Regions from separate parts of the Mus musculus genome. Here region 1 is linked to region 2. A link is a contact called in public HiChIP or PLAC-seq data. All regions are on one chromosome and are shown on one strand. The core of a region is the stretch at or near the end of the contact, and the rest is flanking DNA. Distances in the headings are between cores, read along the strand shown.

Region 1 (6,693 bases), core at 2,158-4,657, 100 kb after region 2:
CTCTCTCTCTCTCTCTCTCTCTCTCACACACACACACACACACACACACACACAGAGTCTTAAAAAAATGAGAAAATCGCCGGGTGGTGGTGGCATACGCCTGTAATCTCAGCACTTGGGAGGCAGAGGCAGGCAGATTTCTGAGTTCAAGGCCAGCCTGGTCTACAGAGTGAGTTCCGGGACAGCCAGGGCTACACAGAGAAACCCTGTCTCGAGAAAAAGAGAGAGAGAGAGAGAGAGAGAGAGAGAGAGAGAGAGAGAGAGAGAGGGAGAGGGAGAGGGAGAGGGAGAGGGAGAGAGAGAGAGAGAATAGGAGAGTCTCCACATTATACAACTTTCCAGGGTGAGGAGAGCTGAAGGTGTGGTAGGTCTTCCAGCCTCTTGTGTGACCCTTGAATGTGAAACCAGCCTGAGCTGACCTGTCTCTACTGTGGGAGTCAGCGACGGGTGAGTGTGGGCACATTTTCAGAAGACTGGATATAACTCCCTTAGTCCTCACTTGATTCTGCCCCTTGGGAATGTGGAGGAGACAGAGGTGCTACCATGGGGGAGACCTCTCCAAGGCCCAGCGCTGGAAGCTGGAAGCTCTGAGTACATCTGCCCTGGCATACAGACTCTTTGCACTTGCCAGAGACAACAGAAGGCAGAGATGCAGTGGGATTTGGTTGATTGGTTTTGGCTTCCTCTAGTTCCTGTCCTGCAAGATCCAAGCTCACTCACTGTCTCCCTAAGTGAAGGAGAGTGAGCTTCCGGAGGTTGTTGGTTTCCAAGTGTAGGAAGACTTAGAAAGAGAGCCCAGTCTTTGGGATTTCAAACCCAACAACACACAGCTTCAGCCTTGGGGTGAAGGGCTCTTCTTAAAATGGCTCTTCAGGTCCCTCGCTGCTCCCCACATACAGCATGCCATGCTGCTCTGTTTCCCTATCAGTTTGAATGTATCCCCCATTCTCCTGACCAAGCCAGGGTCTAGATGGGTATCCCTGCAGACACAAAGGGTTCCATGGCCTGGACCTGGACATAGCCCATGACACACCATGCTGACAGGCAAGATCCTGGGTGCAGAAAGGATTCAGTCCTTCAACACCTTCTTCAGTGAGACAGTCTGGGAAACATATCCCCCAGGCTGTCTTTGTGGACCTGGAGCCTGCTGTCACAGCTGTGAGGGCAGCCCATATTTCTTGCCAGCCCTGAAATCAGTGGGAAGCCCTTCTTAGGGAGAAAACACTTAGAATGCAGGTGGTCCCTTGCCAAGAACAACACCAGAGCCTGAAGCCTATGGCTTTTGTCTGGAAGCTGAGCGCTGGGGAGGGAGGAGCTAGGGAATCCAGGGGAGGGGGTCTGCGGACAGGAGGAGTTCCTGTGCTTTGCTAAGAGGGGGATTAGTGGCTTGTTCTGCCTAGAAACCACCAGATGTTTGAGTCAAGGGTCAGACCTGGTATGAAGGCTTGGTATGCGGAAAGGAACGGGAGAGAATAAAAATCTTAACCTTCTTTTTCTCCCCACTCAGGCTCTGAGGATAGTGCAGCCCAAGGAGCTGGAGTTGAGAACATTCCTGACAGCCCCTTGCTTAGCTTTGACTGAAGTGGGCTCTCTAACAGGATGGACCTGTAATGGGCCCTCTAACAGGATAGACCTGTGTGAACTTGACTGGTCCCATCTTCTGCATCTGAAGTCCCCCAGTTTCCTGACAACTGTACCCTTCCCCCACCTTTATGAAGCTGATATTTTAGGTGTTAAACTGTGGGCTGGGCTTTCTCCTTTGTTTCTTACTCCATAGTAAAGCAAGATTCTTCTGAAGACTGATTTCCTTGCCAGGCAAAATGGAGTTCTAACAATCAGAGAGAAGAGATTGTTAGAACAGGCTCTCATCTCATGTAGCCCAGGCTAGCCTCAAAATCACTATAGAGCGAGGTTGACTTTGAACTCTTGATCTTCCTGCCTCCGTCTTCCATGGGCGGGAACTATAGACATACACTGCCACGCCTAGCTAGAGAATGGAGTGTTAATGGTGCCTTAGATGCCTTCTCTGTCCAATGGGAACATGGATTTAGAAGTGGGTCCACGCTGGGCAGTGGTGGCGCACACCTTTAATCCCAGCACTTGGGAGGCAGAGGCAAGCGGATTTCTGAGTTCGAGGCCAGCCTGGTCTACAGAGTGAGTTTCAGGACAGCCAGAGCTACACAGAAAAACCCTGCCTCGAAAAAACAAACAAACAAACAAAAAACAAAAACAAACAGAAGTGGGTCCACAGAGATCGGCACGTCCAGCCCTCTGCTGTGCTGTTACCCTTAAACAGCGCCATCACAGCAAAGCTTGCAGAGCCTCGGGCCCTCTCAGGAAATGAGATTAGACCCTTTTGCCTCTGTCTTTCTCCTTCCTCTCAAGATGAATTAGGAGCTGGCATTTGTGGGCAGCTCTTTCATGATCAGAGGCAACTGTGCCCATGACAGTGTACTAATGGGAGAGGAGACCATCGATCTGGTCATGAAATGAATCTGAAACCTGGCGCATGGAACCAGGTGGCCTTGGCATCGGCAGGAGGTCACTAGTCCTTAGCCCTCTCTTTCTGCCTTAGAAGATTACCATGGTTTTTTTCTCTTCCGGTCTCAGGCGCTGCGGGGGCCGCGGGTTACCGTGCAAACATGGCCAAGTCCAAGAACCACACCACACACAACCAGTCCCGCAAATGGCACAGAAATGGCATCAAGAAACCCCGGTCGCAAAGATACGAATCTCTTAAGGGGGTTGACCCCAAGTTCCTGAGGAACATGCGCTTTGCCAAGAAACACAACAAGAAAGGCCTGAAGAAGATGCAGGCCAACAATGCAAAGGCAGTGAGTGCGCGCGCAGAGGCCATCAAGGCCCTGGTGAAGCCTCAGGCCATCAAGCCCAAGATGCCAAAAGGCCCCAAACTCAAGCGGCTGGCTTTCATCGCTCACCCTAAGCTTGGGAAGCGGATTCGAAGCTACATGGCCAAGGGTCAGAGGCTCTGCCAACCGAAGCCTAAGGTCCAAACCAAGGCAGGGGCCAAAGCTCCAGCTAAGGCCCAGGCTTCAGCTCCAGCCCAGGCTCCCAAAGGTGCTCAGGCCCCCAAAGGTACCCAGGCCCCTGTGAAGGCCCCATAGAAATGACTCCTGCCAGTGTGAAGACAGACGGACTGCTGTGACACACCTCCCCACACAGTATTTGCAGATGACCAGTGTCCTATGCTGTTCTTACAAATAAACTCAGGCAAGATCTGTTAAAAAAAAAAAAAAAAGAAGAAGATTACCATGAACAGGAAATGGGAGAACCACGAACTGCATCTGTTACCGCAGACGTCATTCCGCTGTGCTTTCTATCTATCCAGCCATCCCCTAGGGGGAGCTCTGTGTCCTGCTTGGTGTTGGATTTGGGCTTGGAAGCTTGAATAGCCGGCTCTACCCAGAGTTCCTCCCACTTCTCTTGGCTGCTTCCTCGCTTGCCCAACTATCTGGTCCTAACCTTCTTTGAACTGTGATCTATGTCTATCAGCCCCGCTTGTTGTTCTTGGACTCTGTAGATCCCTCCAGCTGGGAGAGCCTCCTTTAGCTCTTAAATGCTTTTCCAGTTTGCTCCTTAGTCTGAGAGTGAGGCCAGCTGGAGCCAGTTCTTTGGCTCTAGTGCTCTACAGCGTTGGTGTAGACATGGTCAGCGCTGCAGTAGAAACTGGGGCCTTTGGGTTCTGTGCTCCCCTCCTCAGAATGAAGGTAAAACAAAGCGTCTCCTGGGCTTTTTGTTGTTGTTTGTTTGTTTGTTTGTTTTTCGAGACAGGGTTTCTCTGTGCAGTCCTGGCTGTCCTGGAACTCACTCTGTAGACCAGGCTGACCTCAAACTCAGAGATCCACCTGCCTCTGCCTCCCAAGTGCTGGGATTAAAGGCATGCGCCACTGCCGCCCGGCCTCCTGGGCTTTTTTTTTAGACCTTTCTTGTACTGTCATTATGCACATAATTGGTTGATGGATGCCTTTCTGGCCCAAGGAACACTATCAGAATTGCTAGGGTACTTGGTAAACCTGCAGGTTCTGAGGTTCCAGGGTGGGGTGGGATGTGACGATTTGTCTAGAGTCAACCATCTCACCTGTCCTGTCTAGGCCACCTGTGCCAAGAACTCCAAGCCTCTTGTATGCTTTCTTTATCTCTATAGAGGTAAAGCAAAATGACGTAAGATCCATTTGGGTGATGATGGGAGTTTTTATATCTTCATTGGTTTGGTTATATAATTTCTATTTCTTGTGTGGTTTGGTTATATAAGTATACAGGCTTGTGAAACCATTCGTTCTACATATAAAATATAGGAGTATAAACTATACTTCAAAATCTTTACTATGTGGAAGGGAATGAAAATGTATTTAGGTAATCACTGTATGAACAGTCAAGTGTTCCCTAAGAGAGAGGGGTTCTAGACAAGGGACATGCCACCTGTATCCTTAACAGTGATGTCCCTTCTGTAGACAGACCAGTACACTGTGCCCAAGAGCTTGCTGACCTTCCAGCACCATGAGGCAGCTCAGCTTGGTTTTTAACTCCCTGCTAAAACAACCCTACCTTTATCTCAAGTAAAAAGTTGGGTTTTTTTTTTTCTCTCTACCCAGACCCTTAAGTATCCACAGCACTTGGAGAGCCCTACAACTCCACCTTTAAGTCTCAACACAACTCTGACGTCCTCAGGCTGGACCTTCGTGGTAAACTGCAAGGCCAGCTATGACATCTGTCACTGCAGCTTGAACATTGAGCTTTTGACCTACAACAGGTTCATTGGCCAGGTCATTTCTGCCATCGCCAATACCAGGTATTTGATGGTGCCCTCGGTGTGGACCTTTTGGAGTTCCAGGTCATTTTGGTACCCTGCCCTAGTGGCATTTTTTTTTTTTTAGTATTTTATTGGGTTCTTATATCTCTACCTCTCGTCTAATACTTATCCTACCCTGATCCCTTCTGACCCCCAACACTAGGTAGGAGAGAAAGATGGTTAGAGGGGAAAGGGGCTGTAGATATCTTTAAGCCAACAAAATAGACTATTTCCTGCTGATTAGGGACGTTGAGGTCCTTGGGGCAAGTCTAATCTTTGTCGTCAGGATATCTCCAACTTCTTGTCAAACTTCAACAGCAGCAGCCAGAAGCAGCAGCCTCTTTCCATAGTGCCCTGGCCCTTCCTGGGGCTCTGGGAGTTATACCCTCTCCAGAGTCCCCAGCATTGAACTATATGTAACTGGCAAAAATCACACCCCTGCTAGTTCACAAGGCAAAACATAATCACCGGCTGTGAAGCAGCCTCTTATCCCACACCTGGGATTAAAATGAAAACACAGTCACATAACATAACTGGGTTTTTAAAGAAACCAGAATTCGCAGTGCTCTACCCTGGATCCAGTCTCCACTGATGACCTCTGTCCCTGCTGAGAAGGCCCACCATAAGCAGCTCTGTGTCAAAGATCAGTGAGCCTTGAACTTTCTAATCAGTTGGTCAGGAACGGTGAGTACACGGCCTGCCATCTGCTCTACCATGGAAACTTAGTGCCTGTGAATGGGCAAGCTGCTATTGCTGCCGACAAGTCCTAGGGCAACATCCAGTTTGTAAACTGGTGTCCCACAGGGTTCAAGGCAAGTTGAAGGTGAAGAGAAAGATTAGCACATAACCTGTGTGGTTCCTAGGAGAAATTCCAGGAGACATAAATGCACTAGGACTGGAAAGGATAGGGCAGGTAACCCTCAATTTGTCTGAGAAGTGAGGCATATGGGCCAGAAGCCAAAGGAGTGGCTTCCTTGTTCAGATATACCAGGGCAGGACCACGATAGGGCTCACCATCTGAAGGGAATTGCTCCCCACCTCCACAGTGTCTTGCTACGTAGATCACTCTAACCAGGAGCTTGAGCTTCTCCTGCCGCAGCCTCTGGGGTGCGGAAATTGTACATGTGCATCACACATCTGGCTCCGAGAACAATTTGGGACATACAGAAAGGCCTTCATCAGATTAGAGTGTGCAGAAGGCTTCTTGTGCTCTGCACTTGTAAATACTGTCATTTCCTCTTGTAGTAATAAACGTATTTAATCTCCACCTTGTGACCCGCCCCATTCCTAGGGTGCTGGCATAGTTTTATGGGGTTTTTACTCTAGGACAGTGGTTCTCAACCTTCCTAATGCTGCAGGCCTTTTCTATAGTTCCTCACATTGTGGAGATCCCTGCCCCCCCCCATAAAATTATTTTCGTTACTGCTTCACAACTAATTTTATTACTGTTATAAGTTATAATGTAAATATCTGATATGCAGGATATCTGACATGGGACCCCTCTGGGGGTCTCAACCTACAGGTTGAGAACTACTGCTCTAGCATAAGACTTTAGAAAAATTAAACATAGCGGTGGTGACATTAGAAAGCATACTCTGGGGGATGGAGAGATGGGATGGTTCAGTGGTTAAGAGCATGGGCTGTTCTTCCAGAGGTCCTGAGTTCAATTCCCAGCAACCACACAGTGGCTCACAACCATCTGTAATGGCATTCAGGTATACACGCAGATAGAACACTCATGAACATAAAATGAATAAATAAATCTTAAAAAAAAAAAAAGCAAGCTCTGTCTTCTGTGCTGTCACACTGCTATGAAGGTGACCACAAGGGACGGGAGGCAAGGAGGCCTGGGCCCCTGCACTTACAGGTCATAGTTATTTGCT
Region 2 (6,755 bases), core at 479-2,978:
CAGCTTGCAAAGGGCCATGCTGTGGGCGGTGGTGGGGCTCCCCTGCCAGATCTCCATTAGTGTGAGGGCAGCCTGGCCTGCAAGCTCTACCCAGAGAAACTATCTTGAAAAAAACAAAAGATTTTTAAAAACAAATAATTTAACACTTAAAGGGGGAGCAGCCGGGCGTGGTGGCACACACCTTTAATCCTAGCAGGAGGCAGAAGCAGGCAGATTTCTGAGTTTGAGGCCAGCCTGGTCTACAAAGTGAGTTCCAGGACAGCCAGGGCTACGCAGAGAAACCCTGTCTTGAAGAAAAATAAAGTTTCCAGATTTTGTTTTGTACAGCAGGTAATTTATTATTATTATTTTTATTAAAATATAGGTTTCTAGTCAACTGTTTTTTTTAAAGATTTATTTATTTATTTTATGTATATGAGTATACCATTGCTCTCTTCAGACACACCAGAAGAGGGCATTAGATCCAATTAAGATGGTTATGAGCCACCATGTGGGTGGCTGGGAATTGAACTCTGGACCTCTGGAAGAACAGTGGGTGTTCTTAACTGCTGAGCCATCTCTCCAGCCCCAGGTAATATATTAACAATAGCTAGTTGTTATGAAACTCTATCCATTTGCCAGGCATCATGCAGACACTGCCTTAGTCCTGACAGACCTGAAAGTAGCACCTGAAATGTCCTTAGTCCTGACAGACCTGAAAGTAGCATCATTTCCCTTCGTTTTCAAGGTTAAGTAGTGATTTGGAAGGACTCAGTAATGTGTAAAGATCGGCTGGCTTGGGAAGGAAACTGGATCTACAAGAACCCAGAGTCTATGCTTTTAACCAGAACAAAGTTGACTTCACTCTCCTGGGGCATCCATCTAGCATTTGGTCACCTTTTCTTGCATTTAGAGCAGTAACAGCTGTGCATCGTTTTTTGGAGTATAAGAAAATGAACACTCCCAAAATACTATATTGTGTGGTTCAGTTCCGGCAGAGAAGCACACTATATTGTCTTCTAAGATGTGCCCTCTGGGTCACATGGGAACATGGACTGGCACAGAAAATTGTCAAGCTAGGCTTGTTTGAAATAACTTCTCCCTTTCTGATAAATAACAGGAACCAAAAGTTAAATCAGTTGAGTGAATAGATTCATGGTAGTCGTTCCATACATAGCATACCAGAAGAAGAGAGGGAGGGATTTGGAAAATGGATATAGAAATAGTTTCGGAGCTGTATGGTAGCCCACATTTGAAATCCTAGCATTTGAAAGGCTGAGATAGGATGGCCTCGAGTACAAGGCTCACCTGGGTTGCACAATTAAACCCTTTCTCAAACAAAAATAAAAGTGTGGGTTGGCGTTGTTTAATCCTGCCACTAGGGAGGCGAATCTACAGGGCGAATTCGGGACAGCCAGGGCTACACGGAGAATCCGTGTCTTGGAAAAAGGGGGGAAAAAGTGTTTCTGTACTAGAGATATAGTGGCTTGCCTAGAGGTACAATTCCCAGTACTAAGAGAAGGAAAAAAAAAGTGTTTCGGAGCTGAAAAGCGAGGCCGTGGGGTGGGAAACTAAGATTGCCTTCCCAGCTCCCTACTCCCAGCTCCCTACTCCCCTACACGCGCCCGTCGTAGGCCGGGAGAAGAGGCTTTTGCAGTCCGCCAGTGTAGGGCCAAGCTGGGACAGCCAGAGCCAGCGATTGGTCAGATCAGGGGCGGGGCGGGGCGAGCCTGAGCGCGCCCTGATGATTGGCACGCGCAGGAATGCCTGGATCGGAGCGGGTGAGGTAGCGCCGGGAAGGTGACGCGGCTGCGGAGGTGACGCCGTGCGGTCGCGCGGCCCTTCCGGCGCGGGCAGGGCGCTGAGGATCGGGCGCCCCTCGGCCGCAGGCCGCCTCCAGTGCCGCGGGATGTAGCGCCCGGGCCCGCGGCCCCCAGCAGAGGCAGCCAGCCAGGCCGTAAGTGTCCCGGGGGTGGGCGGGGCGCGGGCCCTGCAGGCTCTGGAGGGGACAGCACGGGAGTGGCCCGCCCCTGGATCGTCGCTCACCGCCCGGCCCTCCGAAAGGTCCTCCGTAAACATTTCCGGCCCCTCCCACCGCGCACCGCCTCCGTTCGGGGGGCTGCTCGCCGCCGTCGGGGCCCGGCAGTCCGCGAGTGCTGTCTCCGCAGCCGCGCGGTAGACGGCCGCGTTCCAGCCCTGCTGGCGACCCCCGGAGTTGAGCCTGCGAGTTGGGTGCGGGAACACCGGCCCTGGGTGGCCGGGAACCCTAAGGCCACCACCGCGATCCGCAGGTCAAACGTGACGGGGCTCCCTCCTGGATAGGGTCGGTCGGGAAGTTGATGGAGACTCGACAGGCCTAAGGTACTACTCAACTAGAATGTAAACAAGATGCCGAAGTGTTGGGAAGGGCCAGATTTCATCTCAGAAATCTAGGGTTGATGGATGCTGGTTTGTTTGAGAATTTGAGTCTCGCACTTGCTTTTAAGAAAATAAAGTGGCTCGCCGTCAGTTTCTGGCGGTTCGTAGTTGAAGAAGCTGGACAAATTTCAGTTTACATAGTTTCAGATGTCAGCGGAGCACTAAGAGACCATGGGATCTTCTATAATAATAATCTGATTATTTCCCTCGGGTCTTTAGCAGACAGACCAGAAAACCCAGCAGTTAAGTTGTGTGGTAAATCAAACGAAGATGGCAATAGGTGGTTCTTTGCAGAACCAAAGCCATGTTGGGATGTGCTCACTGCTTTTTTTTTTTTTCCTTTTGATAATGCAGGGCAGGCTGTGATGGTGCAGTCGCAGTTCCTGAGAGTTTATAGCATCAGTCCACTGCCAGGAACTCAGTCAGATAGGATGGCGCTAAGTGGATTGCAATGTCAGGGTTCCCGGCCTGCAGCCACTGCATTTCTTTATTACAGAAGTAGTTTTTGTGTCCATTTTTTGTGAAAGGTCTTTGAGAAGTCAGTCTTCAAAAGCTGGTGTTATTAGTGAAGTATTAGACATTGGTGTGGGCCTTCAAACACTGCACCTACTCCCGCAGGGTAATCTCCGCTGGGGTGTTCACAGTAGCCCAGAAACGACAAGATTTTTGAGAAAGAAGTAAATGAGTGGCTTTACCCGTGTGAAAGATAAATTAAGGAAGCAGCCTTAATTTCATAGCCTCTGCGCCTCCCTCCCCTCACTCCACCCCCCCCCCCTCACGGCAGGAGGAGGGGAGCGGTCAGCACCTTAAAATGAATGGTAGGCTAAGTTGTGTCACTTCAGAGTGACCTCATTTTCTTAAGCTTCCTGATGGAAAGTGCATTATTCGATGCTCTGGGTAGCCATGCTACCATGTAAACCGCTGTTTACACAACTGTACCCCTGGAATGCCCTGCCTCAGATGTCCATGCCTATCAAATCTTAAGATCTACGAAGTTTTGATCATCTCTACTAAAGTGAAGTTTTTCTTCTCAGTTCCTCCAGCACCTGTTAGCTCTTAGCTTCATAATGATGCTATCAGAAAACAAATTATCACCTAGGTGGAAGGGACGCGTACTTTTAATCGTTATCCCAGCACTTGGGGGCAGAGACAGGTGGATCCCTGAGTTCGAGGCCAGCCTGGTCTACAGATTGAGTTCCGGGACAGCCAGGGCTACAAAAAGAAATCCTATCTCAAAACAACAACAACAAAAAGAGGAAAAGGAGGAAAAATAAAAGAAAATTTTCAATAAACACCCTTAAGATATTTTAAAAATGTGTACAGCTGTTTGGGCCATATGTTAATGCCTGTTGCCCACAGAAGATGGGTTCAAAACTGAACCTATGTGAATGCTAGATATAAAGCAAGGCCCTCTGGAAAAGCAGCCAGTGCTTTTAGCCATTCGGCCATGCTCCAGCCCTCAGCAACCCCCTTTTGGTTGCTGCTTTGTTTTTTTGTTTTTGTTTTTGTTTTGTTTTGTTTTGTTTCTAGACAGAATTTATCTTCGTAGGCCTAGCTGTCCTGAAATTCTGTAAATCAGGCTGGTCTGGAGCTCAGATTTGCCTGCCTCCACCTTCCAAATGCTAGAATCAAAGGTGTGTACCACTACCACCACCGGCCGCCACCTGGCTTAGCAACCCTTCTTAAAGGACCTCACCAACCTGTCCAAGCTCCTTACTCTGCCTTCTCCCTGAAGCAATAGCCAGAACTGTGCATTGTATAGTACTCAATAGATGCTCTCAGATTAAAGGACAGAATTTACCCTGCTGGAGGCAGTTGCATTCTCCCTGTTTCTGTAGGAAGGAAATCCAGGCTGAAGCTCAGACACACCCGGCTAGGTTATCCTGCTTGTCTGCTTGACACTGTGTTAAGTAACATGGAGTTTCTCTTGTTTGGTACTGGTATTCATCAAACTTGTTACATTTTGTCTTTAATGGTCCTTTGTCCCCAGTTGGCTCATCAAACAGTATTCACCATGCTGAACTTCTTCCCATTTTGCTGCTTAGAAATGGGGGTATGACTAATGTTTATAAAGTTTGTAGCAAACTTTATAACTCTGCAAATTGAATTGCAAAGATCTTGAAGATACTCTCTAGTCAAACCAGTTCCAGGTGCTTGGCTTTTAAGCCAGTACCTACCAGTTTCCTTGTGCTTTAGTGGGACCGTGGGGGTGTACAGTTTAAAGTGGGTTTGGGGATAAAGAGTTTTAAAGTAACTTTGGGGGTACACAGTTTACTGTGAGTGCTATGCTGTACAAACTATATTGACCAAATATTTGTAATGAGCTTGATTTTTTTTTTTTTAAGCAGCTGGCATGGGACATACCTATAAGCCCAGCTTTCAGGAGACTGAGACAGGAGGGTGATTGCCAGAGTTTCTAGATCAATTTAGGTTACTTAAAATGCCCCAAGCCAGGCAGGACAGCATAGCAAGACCCTGTCTCAAAAAGAGCTGAGGTAATGACATGAAAAAATCTCTCCTCCTCCTCCTCCTTTCTGTGGAGCTGACTGTAGGGAAGTTTGCCTGCCTGTGAGATTAAAAAGACTTCTTCTCTTCTGTTGAGATAGGAGAGCCTCAAAGGAAGTTAGATTGTGACTTGTCTCCCTTCAGATTCGGAGGCAGTGACACTTGGCATCAAGTAAAGTTCCCATTACTGTAGTGTGGGGCCTTGACTCATTTTTCCCCAGTGGAGCAATGAAATCAACCTCCCTAACAGGCTGGGTAGAGGAGAAAATGGATCTTTGTCTGGAATGCTAGGCTGCTCTGTAGAATAATGAGAGCCAAGCTGCATAGATAGACCCCAACTCACCCACCCTCTTAAAAGGCCCGGAACCTTAGGTCAGATCTCCTAGAAGCTCTGCCTTAGACTCCAGGGAAAGTATGTGTCATAGCCTGGAAAACTTGGAAACTGCTTCAGAGAATAAATTATCTTCAGAATCTCTAAGGGCAACTCTCCAGCTAATTGGCTGGTGATTAAAACTCAACTTTTTCTCCAAGTTTAGTGCGGGATTATCTTATTTGTAGGAACACAAACGCCTCTCCTTCTCCACGGCTTTAGTCTATAACAGCTTACATTTATCCAGTTGGGAAGCTTAGTGGTAAAAGTTTATTAGCTTGAGTGGAAGAAATCCCAGCAAAAATGCCCTCTTGGGTTTGGCCCAGTCATAATTTGCTGTGCTGGGTGTGGCCCATTTGAGAGGAAAGGTGTTTCCTCTAAAATGCATAAGGGTTTAGAGGCAGACACACAGTGGGATTCCAGAGTCTCTTGGAATCAGTCTCACACCTTAGGGCTTTGTGTTGATTTAAATTAAGAGCCTAAGATGCTTGCAATTTCCTGTTGGTGAGTGGTCCATGCTATAGGAGCAATGGTTTCAGGGCCCAGTGTTACTGCTCTCTCCTCTGCCAGACCTCAGATCCCTCCCTCTTCCTTTCCTGTCTCAACTTTTCGTGGTCAATTAGAGAAACAAGCAAAAATACTAGCTTGGATTGTGTCTGATCTTTGTACTCTTATTGTACAACCTGAAGTTTGTGCTATCCTTGTGCCTCTGGTGGAATGTGTAAACAGCACCCAGTGAATTAAATGTGTGACCATTCTGCTTAGAGTTCTCTTCCTACACTGCCTTGCTGGAGCAGTGAGATCATGTCACAAGTTAACTTACCCATCTAGTTATACCAAAGACAGGGACAGAACTTGTTCAACTTCTGTTTTGCACAGGACCTTATAGAACTAACTGCATTCATTATGTATTCAGTGAGTGAATTGGCTTACTCTGGAGGAAAGGATAAGAGATAGCTCCATGGTAGAAAGAAAAGGGCCCCAACCTTGACCAGTGGTATGGTGGTAAATCATGCTTGCTGGCTGGCACGTGGCCCAGTCAGTCACTTTGAAATACGGATTCAGACCAAAACTTTTGATCTGCATCGTTTAGGATGCATGTACTATTGTGCTCCAGAACTCGAATGCCTGTGTGTAGTCTCTCTCCTGTTGCCTGCTTTAGTAACTAGAGGTTTAGTGTTCCCTTCTTTTCAGACTTCTCAAAGATGACCAAAGCTCTTTGTTTGCTTGTTTGTTTGTCTGGGAGCTGTTTATTCAGTAAGACTTCCCTTTGAGGAAGGATGTTTTGAGGTCAGCTGTTAAGATTTCCCAATACTGCTTCTCACATGAGTTGCTTATCCGCTGGGCTTCCCAGGGGCCTCCAGTTTCCTGTTCTTGAGCTCAAGTGTTGATTGTGACTGTGTGTGTTAACAAATGTCTTGTCCCAGGCTTGTGCACTAAAAGGAGGAGGAACTGTCTGTGTTGACATAAAGGTATATTGGGT

What was found. HiChIP or PLAC-seq counts read pairs in DNA pulled down with a chosen protein or histone mark.
Region 1: a contact with region 2 is called in an H3K27ac HiChIP or PLAC-seq map of hepatocytes, with 2.1 times the contacts expected there. The contact joins the enhancer-like site here to the promoter of Adipor1 in region 2. A contact is called at or near these places in 12 of 39 promoter capture datasets (the C10 cell line, the HPC-7 cell line, cranial neural crest and 9 more), 1 of 15 datasets of contacts at CTCF or cohesin (CD8 T cells), 2 of 484 Hi-C or Micro-C datasets (nephron progenitors and rod photoreceptor), 12 of 115 datasets of contacts at active chromatin or transcription factors (the HPC-7 cell line, the SCID.adh cell line, bone marrow-derived macrophages and 8 more) and 4 of 9 other capture datasets (adipose tissue, embryonic stem cells, liver and 1 more).

What each region holds. Positions count from the first base shown.
Region 1 is chr1:134,515,439-134,522,131 of GRCm38.p6, forward strand. It overlaps the pseudogene Gm15454 and the pseudogene Tuba5-ps. Among named protein-coding and RNA genes, the nearest start is that of Gm46159, 9.1 kb to the right of the region's middle. Within about 2 kb of position 3,408, at least 39 of the 459 cell types and tissues checked have an H3K27ac peak or open chromatin away from gene starts, as enhancers often do. A contact at or near this core is called in CD8 T cells, the HPC-7 cell line, bone marrow-derived macrophages and 3 more, where this site is marked.
Region 2 is chr1:134,413,650-134,420,404 of GRCm38.p6, forward strand. Adipor1 (adiponectin receptor 1) reads left to right here and starts at 1,729. Exons shown (of 8, transcript NM_028320.4): 1 at 1,729-1,936.